2 separate regions of the Neogale vison genome follow, and region 2 is linked to region 1. A link is a contact called in public Hi-C data. All regions are on one chromosome and are shown on one strand. Each heading gives the region's core, a stretch centred on a gene start, on an enhancer-like site or on the middle of the called end of the contact. The rest is flanking DNA. Distances are from core to core; before and after follow the strand shown. Region 1 overlaps CSGALNACT1 (chondroitin sulfate N-acetylgalactosaminyltransferase 1). Region 2 holds the start of INTS10 (integrator complex subunit 10).

Evidence for each region. Hi-C and Micro-C count contacts between places; a contact is called where the count stands out from the background.
Region 2: a Hi-C map of fibroblasts shows a contact between it and region 1, with 4 times the contacts expected there. The contact joins the promoter of INTS10 here to the enhancer-like site in region 1. A contact is called at or near these places in 2 of 3 Hi-C or Micro-C datasets (fibroblasts and muscle).

What each region holds. Positions count from the first base shown.
Region 1 is chr11:172,537,298-172,540,508 of ASM_NN_V1, forward strand. It overlaps CSGALNACT1 (chondroitin sulfate N-acetylgalactosaminyltransferase 1), which reads right to left. Exons shown (of 9, transcript XM_044225260.1): 8 at 1,418-1,499. Among named protein-coding and RNA genes, the nearest start is that of SH2D4A, 75 kb to the left of the region's middle. Within about 2 kb of position 1,959, the one cell type or tissue checked has open chromatin away from gene starts, as enhancers often do. A contact at or near this core is called in fibroblasts, where this site is marked.
Region 2 is chr11:172,948,643-172,951,665 of ASM_NN_V1, forward strand. INTS10 (integrator complex subunit 10) reads left to right here and starts at 1,364. Exons shown (of 17, transcript XM_044225270.1): 1 at 1,364-1,562; 2 at 2,007-2,074; 3 at 2,853-2,956. The coding sequence starts at 1,434.

The DNA.
Region 1 (3,211 bases), core at 709-3,208:
GGGCCCGGAGGGGTCATCTGTGGGGGAAACCCGCAGCCTGCCCACAGCTGGGCTCTGTATGCAAGTGATCTGTGCTCCCCCCATGGTGGGCAGGTGTGATACTGACTCAGGGGTCTGGAATTGGAGCCTGGGGTTGGCCACTTCACCTCTCTTGAGTTGTGGTTTCTTTATCCTGAAATGAACTAGATGTCAAAACCAAATGACATAGTTATGTGAGGGGCAGTGCTTGCTTAGCTGTAACTGATTTATTATCATCGACATCATCACAACTTATTAAATAGAAGGTGAAAAAGTAAGATGCTTGCAAATAAATACAAGATGGCAAAGAAAGATCGGGGTCCAGATGTGACCCAGAGATTCTGAAGTCACATCAGTGGCTCATGGAGGAAGCGCGTCCTCACCAGCCTACCATTCCCACCATTCCCATTCAAATTTGATAAATATACATCATCACAAAATAATCTTTCCTTGTATAAAGAACAAGGAAACAGAGTTTCTCGAAATGGAAACCTGCTTTAGAAAGGGCATATGGGGGTGGGGAGTGGGGATGGAAATCTCCATGCTCTGTGAGGGCAGGGCTACCCTGACCCCAAGCCAGGTCCACTTTGACCCCCTGAGCACAAAATCAAAGTTTCTGCCTTATTCATTCATATCCTAGTCACGTATGATCCATAATTTTGTTCTGTTTCGGGGCACAGGAGGAGGTACTGCTGTGGGAAGTGGGGTAGTATTTCCAAGGGGAACAGGAAACGCTCTGTTCTCATCCTACATCCCTCACTTGCTGTGTGGTCCCTTTGCCCTTTTCAGCTGCAACCTAAGGGCCTTTCCTCTCAGTGCTCTGGGAACCTCTGCGTGTGTGTGTGTGTGTGTGTGTTGACAGGAACTATACACTCATTTGGAGCTTGTAGTAGTACCTAGAATTTTCGAAGGTTCAGCAGAGAGAAATTTCAACCCTTTCCGGTATGTGATTATCCCAAATTCCCCGTGTTGTCCTTATTATTATTTTTTTTTCAGTGAATTCCGCTACTACCATGGAGGCCCAGAATGTTCTGCTTGAGAGGGACCAGAGCCAGAATCAGGTAGGAAGGAGGCATTGGGGGTTGGGGGGTGGGGAGGGTGGGGAGACTTGCTTTGAAGCCACCTTTCTGCGACAACAGTCTTTTTCTCAGACTGTGTGCCACATTTGGGATAACTGAGAGGGTCTAGTGGAGATCAGAGGGGCTCGTGTGTCGACGCATGCCCAAGCCTCATCCTGGTCCAGCCTCCAAGGCCCTGACAGAAGGAAGGGCCTCTTCTTAAGAAATGGCACTACCTCTGCCCTCAGACTCCTGGGGAGCTGCCCCGACTCCCTCCCGGGCTGCTCGTGGCCTCTGGGTGGCAGCAGAGGCCAGACTTGCCGCCAGTCGGTGCCTCTTACCTATATTGATGAAGTCTGACCGGTACTGACAGGTCATCCCAAATCCAAAGTCTCTCCAAAATCCAGTCTCCTTCTTTATCACCTGCAGGGAGAGCACTGTCATTTGAGAGGGGAGGACCGAGTGGACAGAGGTAGAGAGCAGTCCCACACTAGTGTAAGCACAGTTCAACCGGGAGCCCAGCCCATCTGACGAGAAGCCGCGCCACGACCTCCTGTGGGAAATGCAGATGGATCTGAGTCCCTGCAGATGGTTAGGGATACACTGAACTCACGGGTTCCCAAATGGGCCTTGTGATTTTTGGCACCTCTGGCTGGAATGTTTCTAGGGTGTAGGCATGAAAACACACACACACACACACACACACACACACACACACACACACACACACACTTTCTCTCTCTCTCTCTCTCTCTCTCTCTCTCTCTCTCTCTCTCTCTCAAAAACAAACCAGGAGAGCCAGTTTTTGAGCGGTGCCATGGAAAAGCCACCTACGTGTCTGGCCCGACACCAGTGCCAGAGAGAACTGGAGGCCTCGGCCCCTCACACAGGGCCGGGCAGGGAGCCAGCAAAGGGCTCAGGAAGTGGAGAAAAGGGAGAGAGAACAACTCGGAATTCAGCTGCTCTGGCACAGGGCACACACAGGACTCCCTCGGGGAATAAAAAGAAAACCCGAGAAGTTGCTGGGTTGCTTCAGCTCTGCTAACTCTCCCTTGCCGAGGTAAAGGGCACCAAGAGTCCAGGTTCTGAAGAGAGACTCTGTCCATTCATCTTTAAACTATTTTAAAACCAAACTGCTCCCAAAACATCTGTGGCAGTGCCAAGCAGCAGGGCTACCGAGAGGCCATCCAAGCGGTGACCGTCTCCAAAGAGCAGGACCAGGTCCCACTCAGTCTCTCACTCTGCAGGGAAATTTCCAGTGTATCTGCTAAAACAGCAAGACTTTTTAAAACGTTGGTTTAAATTTTTGGCTGAGGTAATTCCAGGGCTTGTTTTGAGAGCTTAATAGTTCTTTTTCATTCTTGAGATTAACATAGGTGCTTAGGGGAGAAAGTCCCCTCCTGGGGAAGGGAAAGGGAGGCCAGGCTGAACCAGGTCCCCCTCCACTGGGATTTCTGCATTTTCTGCCCGCCCCAGGTCTGGCTCCCTTCGCTGCTCATCAGAGACAGTGTATAGCAGGGGAGGAGACCTAGTGTCTCCTTCCAGCTTGACCACTGGCTAGCTTCTCTGCCGCAGGCAGGTCCCTCACTTCTTTGAGCCTCTATTTCCTTTCCTATAAACGAGGAGGTTAAGGGGTGCCTGGATGGCTCAGTCTGTTAAGCATCCAACTCCTGATTTTACCTCAGGTCATGATCTCAGGGTCCTGGGATTAAGCCCCACATGGGGCCACATGCTGGGCATGGAGTCTGCCTAAGATTCTCTCTCCCTCCTTCTGCGCCACCCCCAAAATAAAAAAAATAAGTAAGGGGCACCTGGGTGGCTCAGTCGGTTAACCGTCTGCCTTCAGCTCAGGTCATGATCTCAGGGTCCTGGAATCGAGCCCCACATCAGGCTCCAGGCTCAGCGGGGAGCCTGCTGCTCCCTCTCCCTCTGCCCCTCCCCCCGCTTGTGCTCTCTCGCTATTTCTCTCTTTCTCTCAAATAAATAAAATCTTTTACAATGAAGTAAAATAAAATAGGAGGTGGAGCTAAATCTCCGCTAAGGTCTCTTCCAGCTCCACCATCCAAACATCTATCCTCACTGCCCTTCCACCTTCCCGAAGTTCCAGGTTATGTCCCCCAAAGCCTCAATTATAT
Region 2 (3,023 bases), core at 114-2,613, 410 kb after region 1:
CTCACTTTCTCCCAAATAAATAAATAAAACCCTTAAAATTTTTGAGTAAAGGGGAAGATAATTAAAAGTGCTATCTTTAGAATGGTATCATAAACTAAATAGCAAAATAAAAAAGCTTGGATTTGATAGCAGTGGTGCTTTATACTGCTTCTTTGTGCCTGCCCTTCTTGGCACTTAATGTCTAAAGTTAGCATACTAATTCACCATTAACCTGAAGATCAGGTATTTATAAATTATCACAATTAGTAAGAATATATTAGACCTTACATATACCCATGAATAGTAATGTATATATTCATACTTTTTTAACATACAGTTTTTCACATATGTAAGTACCTAGTAATTTCTATTTTTAAAACATACCAGCTTTGAATCCTTAATCTCTTGGCTTTAAATCAAATAAATCGAAGATACCCGTGGTAAACAGAACTTGCTAAAACTTTCTGTATATAGAACTTGGCTTGAAAACTAATGAATCCACATTTTGGTACGTTCTTCTTAGTAGGCAGGTATCCCCTTCACCAAAGCAGGGGGACTCTTTTGTTCTCCTTCTCTCAAATGGAAAACAAATCTGGAGTGTCGGTGAAAATGACACTGATTGATGGGACTGATGGTAAGATTTCTGCAGGCCACATGTCCAAATCATTGTAAAACCCCTGCTGGGACAGGAACAACCTTTGTCGCTCCCACTGCATGCAGCGAAGCACTTTGCACGTGCTAATTACTGCAAGAGCTCAGTGTTTGTTGCAGAAATCAGCAAATAAAAAAGCAACAAGATAATATGGACATACTTAGAAAAGATGAAATGCACCAGAACGAACGCTAGGCATCTACCATGGCCCTCTGAGCCTTGGCCCCTAATCTGGACTCAGACTTTTTCCCACAAACCCAATCATGGGCAACGACCCAGGGACAGGTTCCTCAACTCCGGCGGGCCGAGGGAGCTCTGCCTGCTCCTTCCCACAGCCTCCGAGGCCACCCTCATCTTTTTCCTCTCAAACTTCTTCCCAGCCTGGTCCGGGGTACCAGACCTCGAGTTCACCCACGGACCGTAAACCCGCACATCTCCAAGAGGATGGAAGCACCCGCCGAGGACCCGCCGAGGCAGCGCGGAGAGTACCGGCACCGCGCATGCTCCCTGACTGGACGACGCTCACGCTGGAGCCCGCAAGAGTGGGAATCCACTTCTCCACATTTTGGAGGTAACCTGGAAAAGTCCTTACCGAAACACTACGTCCTCCAAGGAGGAAGGGGCCGGACGGTTACAGGGGGAGGACTGGAGGAGGCTCTTCGCAAAACACGGAACACTTTTACGGATCGGCCAACCTCGACATGCGCAGAAGCCACCCCCGCGGCAGCGGCGGCGGCGGCTGCGTCTCCAGAGCCGGAAGGTAAACGACCTCTGCTGTCCGCGGCCCGACGCCTCCCGGGTCATGTCGGCCCAGGGTGACTGCGAGTTCCTGGTGCAGCGAGCCCGGGAGCTGGTGCAGCAGGACCTGTGGGCAGCCAAGGCTTGGCTGATCACAGCCCGCAGCCTCTACCCCACCGACTTTAACATCCAGGTGAGGTCCGGCCCGCGCGCGCGCGGCTGCCTCCGTGGAGGTGTGAGCGCTTCGCCGCCCTGGGGCCGCCCTGGCCGCCAGCCCTTCCCAACTTGGGGGCGGCCTCCTCCAGTTCGGCCCACCCCGACCCCTGCCTTCCCACGTCTCCCCACCTCCCGCGCCCCGCGCAAAGGCCGTTCTCCGCTCGTTCGTCAGCGTGGCAGCCATTCGTTGAGTGCCTGCTGCTGCGGAGACGTTATTCGCCCCGTCTTGGGGACCGAAGGATCGTCAGTGAGCCCGAGGGTCGTACTCCTGAGTCCCGCGGCTCTGGGCCGCCGGGTGACGCTAGGCTGTCCGGCCCTCCCGGATTAGGGGCGCTCGGCAGAGGCCGGCTGGCGCGGCGGGCGGTGAGCTAGGCTGCGCCCTGGGCGGGGGTCGTGACCCTCGCGGCCATGTGTGTTGCAGTACGAGATGTACACCATCGAGCGGAACGCCGAGAGGACCGCCACCGCGGGGAGACTGCTGTACGACATGTGAGTGCGGCCCGCGGGCCCTGGGTCTCGCGCGACGCTCTGTCTGTGCGTGCAAGCGGGGCGGGGAGGATCTCCCCGTGCATCTGCGGCTCGGGTATCCGCGGCTCACTTTGTTGCGTCCGGGCCCTCCGTTAACGGCTGGCTGCCTTGTGCAGGGAAGGCTCCCGGTGTTTGATGCCTGCCGAAACTTTTCTTTCCGATCATTTATTTTACTTTAGAAATAGTCGGTACCCTTGCAGTTCAGACAGTACTGACGCATAGAGAATAACAAGTCCGAGTCCCTCCGACTCTACCGCCGTTGAGTTTCGTGCGTCTGTGTGTGCATGTGTGCACAGTACAATACGTGTAAGTGGGGAAGAGTACAAAAGTGAAGTCATACTACATACGTCACGCTGCAGCTTGCTTGCTTCGCCCTCTGTCATGGAGCGATGCCTTTGTTTTTCAGTATGTGGAGCACTTCTTTTTCATATTTGCGTAGCATTTCGTAATACTGGCGGACATTGAGGTATTTCCAATTATTTGAGATTATATTCAGAGTATCAGTAAGCAAATGTGTACCCGTATTTTAGTATTTTTCTGTAGATTCTTAAACATTGATTTTCACAGTCAAGGATATTACACAATACACTATCAAATTACTCTAAAAAATACTGTTCCAATTTACGTGTTCACTTGTAATAAAGAAAAGTGTGTATTTCTCCATATGCTAATGCTCTTTTTTGTGTGTAATACTATATAGAATCTGACATTTTAATTTATTGCATTCATTTTAAAATAGGTTTGTGAATTTCCCAGATCAGCCGGTGGTGTGGAGAGAAATCAGCATTATTACTTCAGCATTAAGGAACGACTCACAGGATAAACAAACCCAATTTTTAAGAAGTAAGAATAGAATGATAAAGGTGTATAAATTACCGTTTCTGGAACACTAATTTATGTATAGCCATTT